Linked DNA regions of Anas platyrhynchos: region 2 is linked to region 1. The links are chromatin contacts, called in public Hi-C maps. All regions are on one chromosome and are shown on one strand. Each heading gives the region's core, a stretch centred on a gene start, on an enhancer-like site or on the middle of the called end of the contact. The rest is flanking DNA. Distances are from core to core; before and after follow the strand shown. Region 1 overlaps MED12L (mediator complex subunit 12L). Region 2 overlaps MED12L (mediator complex subunit 12L).

The links. A called contact is a pair of places that touch in the nucleus more often than the background predicts.
Region 2: a Hi-C map of liver shows a contact between it and region 1, with 4 times the contacts expected there. The contact joins two enhancer-like sites. A contact is called at or near these places in 3 of 8 Hi-C or Micro-C datasets (liver, skeletal muscle and subcutaneous adipose tissue).

The regions. Positions count from the first base shown.
Region 1 is chr9:601,095-608,682 of IASCAAS_PekinDuck_T2T, forward strand. All of the region lies in intron 14 of MED12L (mediator complex subunit 12L), which reads left to right. The region is part of intron 1 of GPR87 (G protein-coupled receptor 87); the gene reads right to left. Among named protein-coding and RNA genes, the nearest start is that of GPR87, 7.5 kb to the right of the region's middle. Within about 2 kb of position 4,122, at least 4 of the 8 cell types and tissues checked have an H3K27ac peak or open chromatin away from gene starts, as enhancers often do.
Region 2 is chr9:663,859-671,446 of IASCAAS_PekinDuck_T2T, forward strand. MED12L (mediator complex subunit 12L) reads left to right here. Exons shown (of 43, transcript XM_072042606.1): 40 at 251-407; 41 at 1,277-1,354; 42 at 5,562-5,643; 43 at 6,080-6,806. The coding sequence ends at 6,132. Among named protein-coding and RNA genes, the nearest start is that of IGSF10, 20 kb to the right of the region's middle. Within about 2 kb of position 4,368, at least 2 of the 8 cell types and tissues checked have an H3K27ac peak or open chromatin away from gene starts, as enhancers often do.

The DNA of each region.
Region 1 (7,588 bases), core at 2,872-5,371:
CCGGTCCCTGGAAAGCTCCCTGCTCTAGGCTCTTCAGGCAAGTGCATTCCCAGATCCTCGGCACGGAGGAGTTGGTGAAACGCCAGTTGTGTTGCCTGAGAGCAGGGTGACTGATGGCTCCGGTGTTCCCATACAGTAACCCTGGGAGGTGCTGTAGGACTCAATGGAGCTGAGGATCAGATCTGTGCTGAACAAGCTTCTCGTGGGCTGTCACTCCAGGTCCTAAAGGAAACCACTTTAAATTCTGTTAAAAGAGGCTTGTGCCTGTTTGCACCCGTGCCTCTGTCCTTTTAGGTGGATGTTACCACTAAGAGACTGTACAAGTCTGACAACAGGTCAACACATATTTGTACAGAAACAGCCCCAACACTCACCAAAGGTTTGGTCTCCTGACTTGCATCCAAAAAAGAAATAATACCCAAAGATGTTTTCTGACACTGATGAGAGAGCTGCATATGATCTCAGCCTTGCTTTTGTCTGGGCTCTCCTTTGAGCTTGCACCATTCACTTTCCCATCTGTATCCTGGGGTTTACTGTCGGCAGAGACAGGGCATTCATAGCAACTTAAGACTTTGAAGCCCCTGCTGTTTGTGGACCTTACTGGTTTCCTTCCTCACTGCGGACAGCATTCTGTTTTGTATGTTGTTTGAAGCCACTGGTCCGAGTGCTGGGCTTTAGTCCGTAATTTTGTAGCTGAGCGTTGCTGCACGGGACTGACTGCAATCACTTGGACCAGTGATGTGGAAATCACTGCCACAGAAGGCTCTCCCCAGACAGGCATGTATCTTACCACTCTGGGGCATAAAATACAGTCCCCAGTCCCTGATGGGCCCAGCTGTGCCTGTCAGGTTTGATGATATCAGCGCAGCTCCCGTGCTTGCCCTGTAACAGGTCTGCTCAGGTGCAGTTTGCTTATCTCCCCCGTCCATGCAAAACCTCTGCTTGCTGAAGCAGCCCAGCCACTCGGTCACCGTGCTCTGTTCCCCTTCCAGGTGCAGCATGGACAGCAGAAGCAGCAGCAGCCCTTCTCTTACGCTTTTCAAGTCAGCACTTCTCTTAGCAGATCCCACATGGGCTTATTGATTCCTGACCAGGGCACTGGCCATGAGAAGTCCCTGCCACGTGCATCTTCCTGGCTGCTGGAGGTGTGAGAACAGTTAGATTGCCCAGGGAGGTACGGGTCACCTTGAAACCATAGTGGGAGCTTGCTCCTTCTTCTTGCAGACCAATTAGGATGAAGCCCCTGAATGGGTATCTCTGTGTCATCTTATTCCTGATGGATGGTTTTAATGTTAAAACATATTCCAAACAATTCCCAGTAAAGCATGGGCTGGAAAAAGAAATTGAACTGTCCACAATTACAAACTGTGACAGCTAACCCACGTTAGCAGCGCTGGGTATCCTGCCCTGCCAGCACAGCTGAGCTCAGCTGAGAGGCCTCCATGCGTGCATGGGGTGGAGGTTAGAGAAGACACCTGCTGTTGGCTGCCCTAATTATGTGTTACAGACTTTCCCTTATGCTGTTGTAGCTCTGAAGCTTTAATATCTCAAACAGGTTTGTGCAGGACAGCAGAGAGGTGCAGGCATGATGGTCCTTGCTGCACAGAATTGATTGTGTGACCAAATTTCTGGATGCACAGAAACAATCCTGCTTTAGGCTCAGAAGTCCAAAGGTGTTCAGTTTCCCATCAGAGCCTATCAAGCTAAGGAGTTCTGTGACAGAGCACATTAAGTAGCATGGCTTTGTTATTTACACTGGTACGGTGAGAGATCAGGGCTCAACTGAGTCAAACCTGGTGTATCCCTAGGCTCTGAGAGCTCCAGTTCTGATAAAGACCACTGGATTGTAGACTTGAGGAACTAGATGAAGGTCATCACCTATGGAGAGTTCACAGTTTTTCACATAGGACCATAAAGGTTGGAAAAGACCTCCAAGATCATCTGGTCCAACAGTCCCCCTACCGCCAATGTCACCCACTAAGCCATGTCCCCAGGCACCACGTCCAACCTTTCCTTGAACATCCCCAGGGACGGTGACTCCAGCACCTCCCTGTGCAGCCTGTCTCAGTGCCTGACCCGTCTCAGTGCCTGACTGCTCTTTCTGAGAAGAAATTTCTTCTTATTTCCAACCTAAACCTTCCCTGCTGCAACTTGAGGCCATTCCCTCTGGTCCTAGCACTAGTTACATGTGGGAAGAGGCCGACCCCCAGCTCCCCACAACCTCCTTTCAGGTAACTGTAGAGAGCAAGAAGGTCTCCCCTGAGCCTCCTCCAGAATAAAATGTTCTCTTGGAACGGTGAGTGAAGAGTGTCTTCTCTTCAAAGAAGAGAAGGTATTTTGTAATTGTTCACTGATTATGCACTCCGATAGAGGGATTTTCACGTGTTTGAACGTGTTATTTCTGTGCTGGATAAGGTTGGTTTTTAACTCTTTGTCCAGTTCTTCACACACTTCTTCTGACCAGTTTCATCCTAACCGCGTTTCTCCAACGTCGTGCCTCACGCTTCCATACAAATGTGTTCTGCTTGGATCCTTAGAAGCTGCTCCTTTATTCAGGTAGCTTTTTAAAGCAGAATACCTATTACTTCTTGTCATTTATATATTTGGTTGGTTGTTTTTTCTATAATTTCCCTAAAGGCTGTCAGCTACAGCAAATACAGGTTAATTACATGCTGTTTTACAGATGAGGTAATCCGCCACTGCTAATGTTGATAGACTGGTTTATATGCATGACTGATAGAGCCTCAGATGAGAAATGAAGCAATAGGCTGAATGGCATATTTCAGTGTCATACGGGTACAGAATGACTGCATGGTTTTGCTGATGACTAAGGCTTTGAGTTGCCTCACTATTTAAAGAAATTCTGTATCCTCAAATCTAATTATTCTTCCTTTATCTCTTACTTGCAACTTCTCAAAAATTAGAAAATTCTCTTTGTGAACTTGAACGAATATTCTAGCTCATAGGGCTGTGGAGTTTTAAGTTGTGTTTATTTAAGCACCTAACTTCTTGGTGTGTCACTCCTTGCCAGTCTGCATTTGTCAGCCTAAAGTCTGGTAAATGGCAGAATTAAAGCAAGCATTAGAAATGTGGGGCAGTTTATTCAATTTGTACTTGGCTGGCTGCAATTATTTTCTTTTCTGTTGCCCATCAGAACCAAATCACTGACAGTTAATTGTAAAGATTTGTGGAAAAAAATACACTGGTGCAGGCTGCAGTGTACTTGTGCACACTGCATCTGCAAGCTGGCAAGTGGCAGGTACAGAGCCTGTGCACAGGCTCCCTTGGGTATGTCCAGCCACTCCTTGCCTGCATCGCTTGGGCAAGCCTTAATGTTATTTCTTCTCTTCTCTAGTATTTCTCTGCTATTCTCTTCTGCCGTGCTACTGGCATCAGCGTGAGTGCTGGTGGAGCTCACGTGGTGCGAGGGCACCCACCAGGCAGGCTGCTGCTGCCCATGGCACTGCTGCAAGGAGCTGGGCGCTGCTGGGTGCTGCCCGCTGCGTGGGCAGGAGGCACCGGGCACAGGCTGAAGCACGAGGCTGCAGCTGAGCTTAAGGAGTCACTGTTCTGCGGTGAGGCCGGTCAGATGCCAGCACAGCGTGCTCGGAGAAGAGGTGGAGGAAGATGCCAGGCAGTGGGTGCAGCTGCCCCTGCCTGAGCAGGGCCAGCCCCGGGGTCTCTGGGGACCCACCTCGGCTGGTTTCTAATTTGGTGATGGGGAGCTGGGTTGCTTGCTGCTGCCTGCCGGCCAAGGGCTGAGTGAGCAGTGGTGCTGCCGCCAGCTGCCTGCCTGGGCCAGCTGTCACGGGCTGGCCACTGCAGCCTGGGGACTGCTTCGGGGTGGGCTGGCTGGGAGGGAGTTGAAAGCAGCTCTCCTCAGGGAGCCCTCGTTGGGGTTTCGTGCCCCTGGGGGCCTGCTGGCAGAGAGGCGTGCCAGCTGTGTCTGCTGGTTCTCCGTAAAGCAGAAATGTTGCTGCACCTAGCCAACTGGATTGCAAAGAGGCAATAAGAAGGTACAACCGTCTTCAACTGTGCCGTCTGCTTAGTCATACCCACAAACAGGAACCAGTGCCTTGGCTCAGAAGGTTTCTTGTCTGCCTTAGTATCTAATAGAAAACCCCCTTCTTGGTTTTCAGGTTCCTCCTTGCACTTCCCCCTCCATCCCAGACTTCTCTCTCACGGGTCTCTGAACAGCAGCACATCCCGTCCCCAGCCCAGCTGTGCTGAAACTTGCTGCCTGTCTGCCTTCAGCCCGTGGCAGAGCTGCGTTCTGACCGCCTGTCCTGCCCTACCCAGCGGTCTCCAATAAAAGACAAGCGACAGGAGTGGTTCGGGAGCAGAGCTGTCCCGTGGCAGGCTGTGCCCAGCACTGTGCTGACACCTGCTCCGGGGGCAGCCGTCCCCTCACGTGGCCAGCGGGCACTTCCTTCTCCGCGGTCACTTAGCTCAAGAGTTGGCCCTGAGAAAAATTCTGTCAGCTATTCTTGTAAACTGCAGAGCTTCCCACTCGCAGTCACTTACTCAAGTTTGGGTTTTAGTCTTTCTTAAGCCTTTGTACATGAAGGTAAAAGTACCATGCGTATGCCCAGCCAGTTTCTGTAGCAGAGGACAATCTTGTGCCAAAGAGGAACAAAGGTCTGATTCTAAGCCGTGCAGGTGCACATCTCAAATACTGAGCGAGACGTTTTCCTTGGTTTTGGTCAGTGTAACTTTGTGAAGCAGATGTGCTCAGCTTTGCGGGCACTCAGGTCAATTATGCTTCTCTTGGGATTTTTAATCTGCTACACTCGAAAATTGGGAGGGAGGGTGACAAGATTCTAGGTATCAGTTCTTTGGTGGCCACCACTTTGACCGCCATTTCTAAAGCAGCATTGTATGAAGTGTAGTGCTAAAATTTGTTTCTCAGGCTGCGGTTGCTTTACATGAAGGTTTAGGAGAGAACTGCCAACAAAGGTACCCCACTGGGCAGCTGGTAAATGGCTCTTGGTGGCAGAGGAGTTAAGTGTTGCAATTATTACTATTATTATTATTTTTTATGTGAAAATGAAGAAGACAATGCCATGATGGCAGAGTTGGGATAATTAATGTTTTTTCAGTATGGCAGCCTCTAATTAGGAAGGAGGAAAGGATTAACCCTGGAGTGTTTCCTTTGTTTCTGTCAAGAAGATGCTGCTGATGGTTGCTTCTGGTTGCGCAAAGCCTGCTGATAGTAGAAGCTGTGCTGTAGCCCTGTTAAGTTACTTTCTCTGAACCCCTGCTAAGACTCTGCCATGCAAGATCCAGCTTCCACTGGCTGCGCTCTGAGCAAGGCTTGTTGCGGTGGCAGTCCTGAAGCTGAGCAGCACAGTCCCAGCCTCTCCCCCAGCACCACCACTGGGTTGCCCTCTGCCTGTGCATCTCTTCTCCTGGTCCCTGTCACAGTCTCCTTTGTTTGTCTGGCATTTGCTTTTCAGCTCCTGAAAAAAACAACCCATCTTTTTGGCTCTCTTAGTGTCTTTGTCCTTGTGCTGGCTGCCTTGGATCCATTCCCTCACCACACCACACGTCTTAGCTGATCTCTCGCATCGTGTCAGCATCTGGATGGCAGTGATGAGTATGAAGCTGGAGACAGTTTCATCCTTTCCCTTCCTGTCAGCAGCTTGTATGTGCTTTTCCTTTCAATTGTCCTTCCTAGGAATCCATGACCATTGTGCTGATAGCTGTAGAAATCTTTTTTTTTTTTTTTTTCCCCTTCCCCCTCTCTATTAACTTCTCTCATTTCATTTGTGTTCGGGTAAGAGAAGGGCCCCCTTTACAGAGTCACAGAATAGGTGAGGTTGGGAAGCAGGTCTGGAGACTGCTTGTCTAATCCAAGTCCCTGCTCAGAACAGCCCGGGAGGCTCTTGGCCTGTTTTGCTGCAAGGGCACTTTGCTGGCTCAGGTTCAGCTTGTCTACCAGCTCATTCTCTGCCCAGCTGGGTGCCCCAGCATGTCCCAGTGCTTGGGGCTGTTCCTCAGGGGCAGGACTTTGCATTTCCCTTTGAACTGCAAGAGGTTCTTGCAGCCCATTTCTCCAGCCTGTCCTGGTCCTGCGTGGCAGCACAGCCCTCTGGCGTATCAGCCGGTCCTCCCAGTCTGGTCACCTGCAAACTTTGTCCCCTTTCCATCCAACTGGATCGCCATTCTTTTGCTGCGTGGAAGATGCAGTTTTTAGTCCCTTGCCAGCTCACGTTTCTAGTCTTCCCTTCCAAGGGGGAGGCCAGAAGCAGGTTCACATTTACATGTACTTTCCCAGAATAACTTAAACTTTTCCCTCTTTTAATCTCTTCACAAGTCTCTCCCCCAGCCCTTCTATTCCTGTTCTGCTTGTGTTTCTGTGGGCTCTGTTCTTGGCACAACAGGCAGCCTGGAAATTTTTGTCAGTTAATTTCCTTTAATTCCATGGGCTGTTCCTTACTTGTCCTATACACTTTATTATCCTGAAGTCAGTCTTTTAAAAGTTTTTTATAAACACAGCAGTTGAGGCGGTAAGCAGTCTGGTGCTGAAGTTTCAGCAGTTGGTGTTTGGGTGGCCTTGAGCTGCCTCCCGAGGAGCAGGCAGGCGGCTGCTCGGCTCGGCGCCGCGGCAGAGCTGGCGTGGGGAGCTGCTGCCGGGCTGCGCAGGCGGCCTCTGCCTCTTCCCGGTGGAGACCGACTTCGGGCTGCAGCTTCTTGCAGGCTAGGCTTTAAGTGTGGTGATTGGCCTTGTGCAATGAAAAACAGTGAGCTGAGAAACTTGAAACTTTAAAAACAGCCAAGATGATGTCCAGGTCTAGAAACAAGAATGAGGATGTGTGATTGATTGCACTGTACCTTCACCTATTGTAGCTCTGGCTATTGCACGCCTGTCTTGTGTCTCAGGTGTATGGGGGATGCTGTGAGAAATCTTGTAGTTAAAAATAAAAGTGCTGGTACATGCGTGTAGGTAATGTCAATCAGTTTTATGTAATTCTAGCCTCACTTTTAGGGATTTTATTTTGCATTGAAACAATTTCTATTATTTTTTAGTATGCAATTCTAATTCACATTGCAAAAGGACAAAAAATTCTCATTTACTGTAGTCAGCTGGGTTTTTCTGTGCCTTGGTGTATATTGCTGTGACATGGGACTAACCATGCCAGCTACTTGCAGCACAACCAGTGTTTCAAAAAGGAAGGAAAAGGACGTGGGGATTTTTGGGTATAACTGGGAGAAATTCAGCCTGTTGCAACCCTGATTTTTCATGAAGTGCTCTCAGCCTGTCTGCCATTCTCAGAAATCAACAGACTGCAAATCCTGGGCATGGTTTCAGTGTGTGGGACCCAGAGAGCTTTTCTTCGTCGCCTGGCCCAGCTGCTTTGCCAGCTCCCGGCCATTCCCTGTAGGGGCAGAGGCCGCTGCTGCGCAGAAGGTGATACAAGGCCAATTTATAATGCTCCCGATCAGTTGTCACTTCCTTGTGTCAGCAACATTTTCCCCATTAAAACCAAGAATTGTAGCATACTGTGATAACTTGTATCTCTTGAGGTTTGGTGTTGGTCAGATGTAGAATCATAGAATCATAGAATCATAGAATATCCTGAGTTGG
Region 2 (7,588 bases), core at 3,118-5,617, 63 kb after region 1:
TGAAACATAGAAAAGCAGAAGTCAAATTATTACCTATATCAGTTGCCAGGCAATAGGATGGTACAGCTTCTCTTATGGGATATATTTCATAGCATTTATATTTGGAAAAATATTCTTCCTGTAAAACTTAACATCTTCAAAATCTGTAGAAGTCTGATGTTGTACCTTGTAGTTGAGTACTCCTAGACTAACTTTTTGCTGTTTACAAATGGAGTACAATTCCTTTTTTATGTTATTATTTTTCAACCAGATTGAGCCATCAGCCTTTGCAGCCAAATTCATTGATAGGAGGGGGACTGGACAGTGCATCAACCACAGGTCCTCATCCAAACCTGAACTCGGCACAGCTGCCTCAGGAGCAAATGCGACAGAGGCAGCAGCAGATTCGACAGCAGAGACTCTTCCAGGTGAGAGACCCAACTGCTCCAAAGGCAAGGGTTGCTTCATTGCAGGGAATGTAAACATCACTGTAGCAGGGGATGGAGTTACTGCCTCACTTGTGCATTCAAGTTTAAAGTAGAGGAGCTGGCTGCTGTTAATCCCAACTGGTTTCACTTGAGTGCAGTAATTTATTGCTTATATCTGGGACTTCCAAAAGAGACCTCTAGGCATACGTGTGAAAATCAGTACTTCAGTTTTTCAGGATAGTAGAACGCTTTTGGAAAAGGTAAATTTGAGAATAGCCTAGCTGAATGAACTGGGACAAAAGCAGTGGTTATGCTCTATCTACCCTCTTGGGCCTTATATACTGAAATTAAATTGATAATTAAATTAAATAGACCTGTTTGTTCTATTATCTTTATTCTGATTTGATGATATATTTTTAGTTTGGAGGGAAGCATTGGTTTATCAGCTAAGTATGTAAGGCTTTTCCCAGGGGAAGTAAATTATATTAAAAATTCTTCCCGTGCCCTTTGATGGTTGGAATTATTTTCATATTCTCATTTTAATGCAATAGCTATCTGTGCCAGCTCTTGTCAAATGATAAGGCATTTTGTCTAGATTTTTTTGACATAATAAACAAAATATACCAGCTATTTATATATTTTGTATATTAAAAATGGCCTCGTGAGCCTTGCTGTGGCAGAAGATGAACAGAACTGGAGCGCTGTGAGGTTCATCTCCCACATGGGGCCTCCAGTGACCAGTGCTGTAAGCAAGGCCAGATCCCAGCCTGTGAAGCAGTCACAGAAAGCCATCTGGCTGGGCTCGTGGTGGTTCCCTGAGGCAGTGTGCGAGCAGCAGCACCCTCGTTTCAACACCCTCCTTCTTCCAGTTGCAGCAGGGGCAGCAGCAGGGCCAGCAGCAGCCACAGACGCTCGGTCTCCAGCCCGTGCAGCCGCAGCAGCCCTTGGTAAGCAAACGTGAGGCTGGGGGCAGGCGTAGCACAGGGTGGGCTTTGTCGCTTCTGTGACGGGCAGCGGGACAGGCAGCTGGGACCTGCACCTCGCCTGTCCCGGGCAGCTTTCAGCACAGGCCGTGGGCAGGGGGCTTGTGCACTGCCCTGCTCAGCCCCTGCAGCATGGCTGGGTGGCTGCTTTTCAGAGGTGCTCCTTCCAGGGCTGCAGTGTGCAGCTGCCCCCTGCCCTTCTGTGCTTCACGCAGCCGTGCAGTCAGAACCGTTACCACAGCTGGGCCAGCTATGGCCAGGTGTTCTGCTGAAAAAAGGATGTGTGTGTGTTGGGAAGGGGGAGCGGTTCAAACGCTTCATTCCAATGCATCTTTTTGAAATTACGCTAACAATATTGAACGAGAGCTAATGGTTGAGATCCCAAGCAATAAAATAACTACCCATAGCAGTTCTTTAGAGAAGTGCTTGGGGATGCAGTTACGAAATGAGTACTGGTGCTTTTCTAATTCGGTACATCTCTTTTCCATCACCAGTAAAACAAGCCTGATGAGACTAGCTGCCTTAGGTCTGTGTGCGAGTTCAAAGAGGGAAAAAAATGAGAGGTTGTGAAATCATCCTCACCCCTACTATTAAGGCATAAATAAATGATTATTTTTAAAATCTGGTACAGAACCAAGTACTGTAAGACTCACTGAAAAGTCAGGGATCTTTTCCTCTGGAAGTGTAAGGACTTAGTTGTCCCACAGCAGCAAGATAAGGTGAATTAACATCTTACTTCTGCAGGATTTTTTTTTTCATTTATAATTATTGTGCTATGTGTTTTTACAAGCGTTATCATAGTTAAAAAAAAAAAAAAAAAGTAATAATGAATAGCCCTTGCTAGCTAATAGCTTGATGAGAAATACACAGTTGCTGCTGATGCCTGTAAATGGGTGGATTTTTATGTCTTTGTATTGAAGGCTTTTAAGGTGAACACAGGATAACGTGAGGCTATTTGTGGGAGAAGTTTTTGCTGTAACGCTACGAAAAACATTCACTGTGAAACATACGGTGCTGGTTGTCAGCATTGTCCTGTGTTGCCAGGCTTGTGCTGTGTTTGTGTGAGCATCCGCACTCCCTCTGGTGTTGGCTGCGGATCGCGGCTGCTCCACTGCCGCCAGGCTCCTGCCCCTGCCTTAATTCAGTTCACAATGGCTGTCGGTGACTTCAGGCCTTTGATATTTAGGTTGTAATGCTAACATTTTTGGGGGGAGAAAAATAAAGGGTTATATTGTTTGAAGGTCCTTTTAAATTAAATGCTTAGTCATATAAGAGAGCTGCATGAAGGCAATTGTACAAACAAACTTATTTTTAAGACATTCCTTTAGGCTGAACTGGAGCCTTTCATAGTTTTTTGTATGATTTTGCTAAATCACTATCGCTACCAAATAACTTCTATGGATGCTTACACTGAATTTGCAGTGCTGCTGTCCATGTTTTCTGTACTTTGTCATTTTTTTCAGATGCATTTAAGGTAGTTGAGGATAATTAGAAAAAGGTTGTTCTAGAAAAATGGAAAAATTGGAATTGCTAACTGCTGAGTTTACAAGCATCAATCAATACAATCTTACGGAGAAACTGGAAGGCAGCATGTAGGTGCAGGAGTAAGGATAAATGAAGGATGTTTATCTGATAGCTATTGAAGGATTATTTACATCCGTTTTTGAGTTTTTCCTAATAGCTTTTTTATCTTGAACAAACTGCATGTGAAAGGCTGTCTGTCGTGGAGACAGAGCACCTGCCTGGCTGCTGGCTGGCTTTTCCAACACTTAGCACAGCAGGATGCTTTTTGCTGGTTTCACGTCCCTGAGAAGCCCTGGTACAGTTAATGCTTTTGACTGACCTCAGCATTTACTAAGAACTGTTTGCCAGAAGATTACACAATGTATTTTAAGTAAAGGATTTGGTTTCAGAAAGGGAAAAGAAGTTGAAGTCTTACTAAAACACTGAAAAGTCCCTTCAGTAACCAGGAAGTTTCACTGAAACAAAGCACGGGTGTATTCTTTAGGGCATGTGATGGACAAGAGTATCAAATATTTTTATTCAGTACATCAGTTTTTCAACGTGGTTGGATATGTTATTATGCAGAATCTGTGGATGCCGTATTTAAAAACAAACAAAACCCGCTACTTAATTAGAAGCGGTGTCCTTCCACCATATCCAATGAGAAGGAAAGTTACAGGATGTGGGAATGGACCGAGAGAAGAGCTTAGAGGCCCTGAAGATAAGTAATACAATAAATGGTGCTGGTTTGTTTTCAGCACTAGCATAGCAGCATCTCATTCATCACGATTTTCCTCCCTGGAGTATGGAAGTGTGAGGGCCTTGCCTTTGGCTTTCTGTCCTTGGAGAGCCTGAAGGTAACTGTTACACAGATATCTCTTTCCTAGAGGTGACACGTGGGTTTTCAGAGGGAATAAATGCCTCTTGTGTATGCAAAGCTTTTGCACCAGAGGTATCCATCCTAACCGTACCTTTGCTTCAGATGGTCTGTGCCAGATCTGTCCATCATAACTCAGTACTGTGACACCTGTCTGTCTGATCAGTAAGTTAGTAAAACAGAATGATTTTCTCCTGAACGGCAGGTAGAGGTGTTAAAAACAAAGTGGTGCTTCTTTTCCTACCTAGGCTTACATGAAAAATAGACTGTTGTCTAGCTAGGGAATAATGCAGGCTGTCAGACAGACCAATTAGAGATTAAATTCTGCTTTGATGTAGATACAGATAGTGTGCAAATTGGTGAAAGTCGGTGCGTTTACACCAAGGGTGCTTTTGAAGCGATCGAAGTCATGATTTACTTCATTAACAGCAGATTTCTTTGGATGCTTTTTGTGTCTAATTCCACTGTGCTTAGTGGCACATGCTGTGAGGGCTTTGCCTTGATCCCTGTGGGTTTCAGGTCAGGGTCAGAGCGATGAGCGGTTTGCTCCGCGGATGAGCGTGCTCAGCTGGGCGGGCACCAAGCAGTTCCCATTCCTCTGGAGCCAAGAATCAGGCACGCAGCTACAGCCCTGCAGCGGACCAAACAACCTCTGCCTTGTGCTTATCCCTCCTGTTATCTGAAGTGCCACTGACCTGGGAGAAACGTTTTTTTGGAAGCTTAAGTTTCTTTTGAGCATTACACTTAAAATACTTGCAAGTGTTTAAAAATGCCCACAAGGCTGTTAATTTTGATTAGCAGTTTTGATTTGCCTTAGCTTTGAACAAAGCAGACAGTAAAGCTGCTTAAAGTGACTTGTGGGATGAATACTGGCCTCTCCAGAGCTGGAAAAGATGAGCTTTTTGTAACAGAGACTGGACACACGTGATACCTACAACATCATTGGAAAAGTGTAAAATTTCAGGGAATGAAAACAAACATTTTGTAAGTTTTAAGTGTGCTCCACGTGTCCTTACTGTGCCGTTAAAATTTGGTCAGGATCTGCATCGAAGGCAGGTCTGCCTTTCTTCTGCTGGCCTCTACCTGCGCTGTCAGCAGCTCGCATGCTCGTGTTTCCTCCTGGGTTAGGTGACTGAAATAGCTCCTCACTACAAGGCCCGGCTGGAGCAGCTGCTGTAAGATCAGGACATGAGCATCTGTGTTACTGCCTCCTGTGAAGCATTTGCTCTTCCCGGGCAGCAGCAGCTTTGGGGCTGCCTCCTGTTCGCTGCCACCTCCCCAGCACTTCTCTGCCGCTGCTCAGCCTCATCGCCACGCGGTTCTGTGAGTGCTGGCAGAGGAGCAAGGCAGGAATTTTTTAAAAGACCCAGAGAAGAAAGTAGTTTTGAAGAAATGCTGGGATCTTCTCCTGGTGGTGTCAGCCTGGAGGTGGATGGGATGGGTCGTGGTGTCCCAGTGACCTGCAGTGCCAGCAGTGGTGCTCCTGTGCCAGCCCTGCCAGGAGCTCGGCAGTGCAGCTCTCAGGAGGGCACTGGGGCAGCTGCTGAGGAGGGTTTTCTGCTCACTCAGTGCCGTGTTTGATGCCTATCACAGCCCTGCTGGAGAAGGTGGGGGGCTGACCCCCAGACATCCTTGTGCTGGGGACACACAGAGCTGTGTCCGCCAGCACCGTGACTGTTCACGGCTGCACTTCTGTAACGTGTTAAGGCACAAGTTGAACACTTTTTGCTGTTACTTGACGTGCCACTTACGCTATGCTCCTTTCTTCCATCTTTCTGATTACTTCAGCAGTTTCCACGGCAAGGCTTACAACAGACACAGCAGCAGCAACAGACGGCGGCACTGGTCAGGCAACTCCAGAAGCAGCTCTCTAGTAAGTAGGAGTCTGTGCATACACGTGTGTGTGTCTGTACCGGGGCATGGAATTACTTTTCTGGAGACAGTCTGCCTGTTTAAGTCCTGCCATGCATGCGTGTAAGTCATTTAACAGCAGGTTACAGACCCCAGCTGCAATGTAGTAGCACAATTCTGGTGCTTGCACATCCCCTGCACTTCTGTTGGTCTCTGGAGGCACCTGCAGGACTGGTGGCCCCTTCACGATCTGCTGCCCGTTTTGTCCCCTCACTTCCATAGCCATACTGCTGGCAAAGTCCCTGAGGAAATTAGCAAATCGTGCGTGCATTAGACAGGTATATAAGGGAATGTGTTGACTATTACTTGCTATTGCTATGTGAAATATAGGTGTTTTTCTGTATTTTTGTAGAGTACAGTCGTGAGGCACAAACACTTCCCTTTACTTTGTCAACCAGGTAACCAGCCACAACAAGGAGTGAATCAATATGGGCATCCTTCACACTTCTAAATGAAAAAGATGGAAAGGAGACGTAGTGTTACGTTTGCACTGAAGAACAGAACATTCAAATTTCAATGCACTAGTTATTGCTAGAAAGCAAACTTTCGTTTTCTTCTCTGATTTCAATAATTATTTTTTTGTGCTGCAGTTGATGTGAATATGTAACAAGTTTTTTTGGGGTTTTGATTTCCTTTGCATTTAATTAGATTTAAATGTAGGGATGTGTGGGCCTACTTGAAGAATGTTATTGCAGATTTTATGAATTTGGTGCTTTTTAGGTCCTGTTACTTTTAAAGAGGACAAAGAATGCTGGATTTATTTATTTGTGGGAAACACTTTCTTGTTATTCTTTTTTTTTTGTTGTTGTTATTTTTTAAGAACTGCACTGGACCAAACTACTGAATTGAAAGGCACTTCCAATTTTGGCATAGAAGTTGATTTGTTCATTAAAATATTCACATCTTTGTTTAATGGTAGAACAAGTGTTAATTTAAATTGTATTCATTTGACTGTAATTTTCATATGCACTTTATAAAGTTCTTTGTTTAAAGTAACAATTCTCTCTCGCTCTCATTGTGGTCAGAAGGTGCTGAAGTGGGTTTATTGCTTGTATTAGAACCTCTTAAAATTTATATTAAAAGCCACAATGTAATGTTAATAAACCTACTAGAAGTAGCAGTGTATTTTCATATTTGGTCCTTTCAATATAAAGTTCATTGGTGATCAGTTGAAAGAGTACAAAACATAGTAACAAGGACTGAGCAGTCAGAATAGGTTTTACTCTGCTCATGTAGGGCAGCCTCCGAGTGCTGGTAAAGCCTGACGGGAGACAACTCTGTATCTCGATGGGTTCAGTAAGAATATCTCATACGAGGGTTCACAAGGAGAGGGTGGAAAAGCCACCAGAGTCTTTCTTGCTGTTTCAGTGTTTCTGTAGCTGACACGTGTGTATACTGAAGTCGCCCTATATGAGTTATTCCTGTTATATATGTCTACTACTACTTACTTTGTATGTTAACTATTTAAAATTCTGGGTTTGATGCTTGATTGCTAAGTGAGTTTCAGTGGTGTAATGCATTATTTATCATCAGCCGAGTGCAAAACTACAAGTAAATTACAAATCAAACCATTATTTAAACCTGTTCAAATATGTCATAATTTTGAGTTTAAAACAAAAGAATAAATTTATTACTATTTTATGTAATTTAGGAGTCAGTCTACTTGATATTTTAAATGCTTTCATTTTGAATATGGAACAAGCAGGGCATTAAAAATATCCATAGGAATGCTTTTTTGCTGTTCTGTATTAACTCAGTATACTTGATCTGCCATACATGGAGTTTACAGGTGGTGGTGTAGTCGGGTGTCCTGCAGGGTGGGGGCAGATGCATGGCACACACCGCAGAGAGCTGCAGAAGGCCGGGCAACGGTGAGTGAGGGAACACCCCCAGCAGCAAAATCTCAG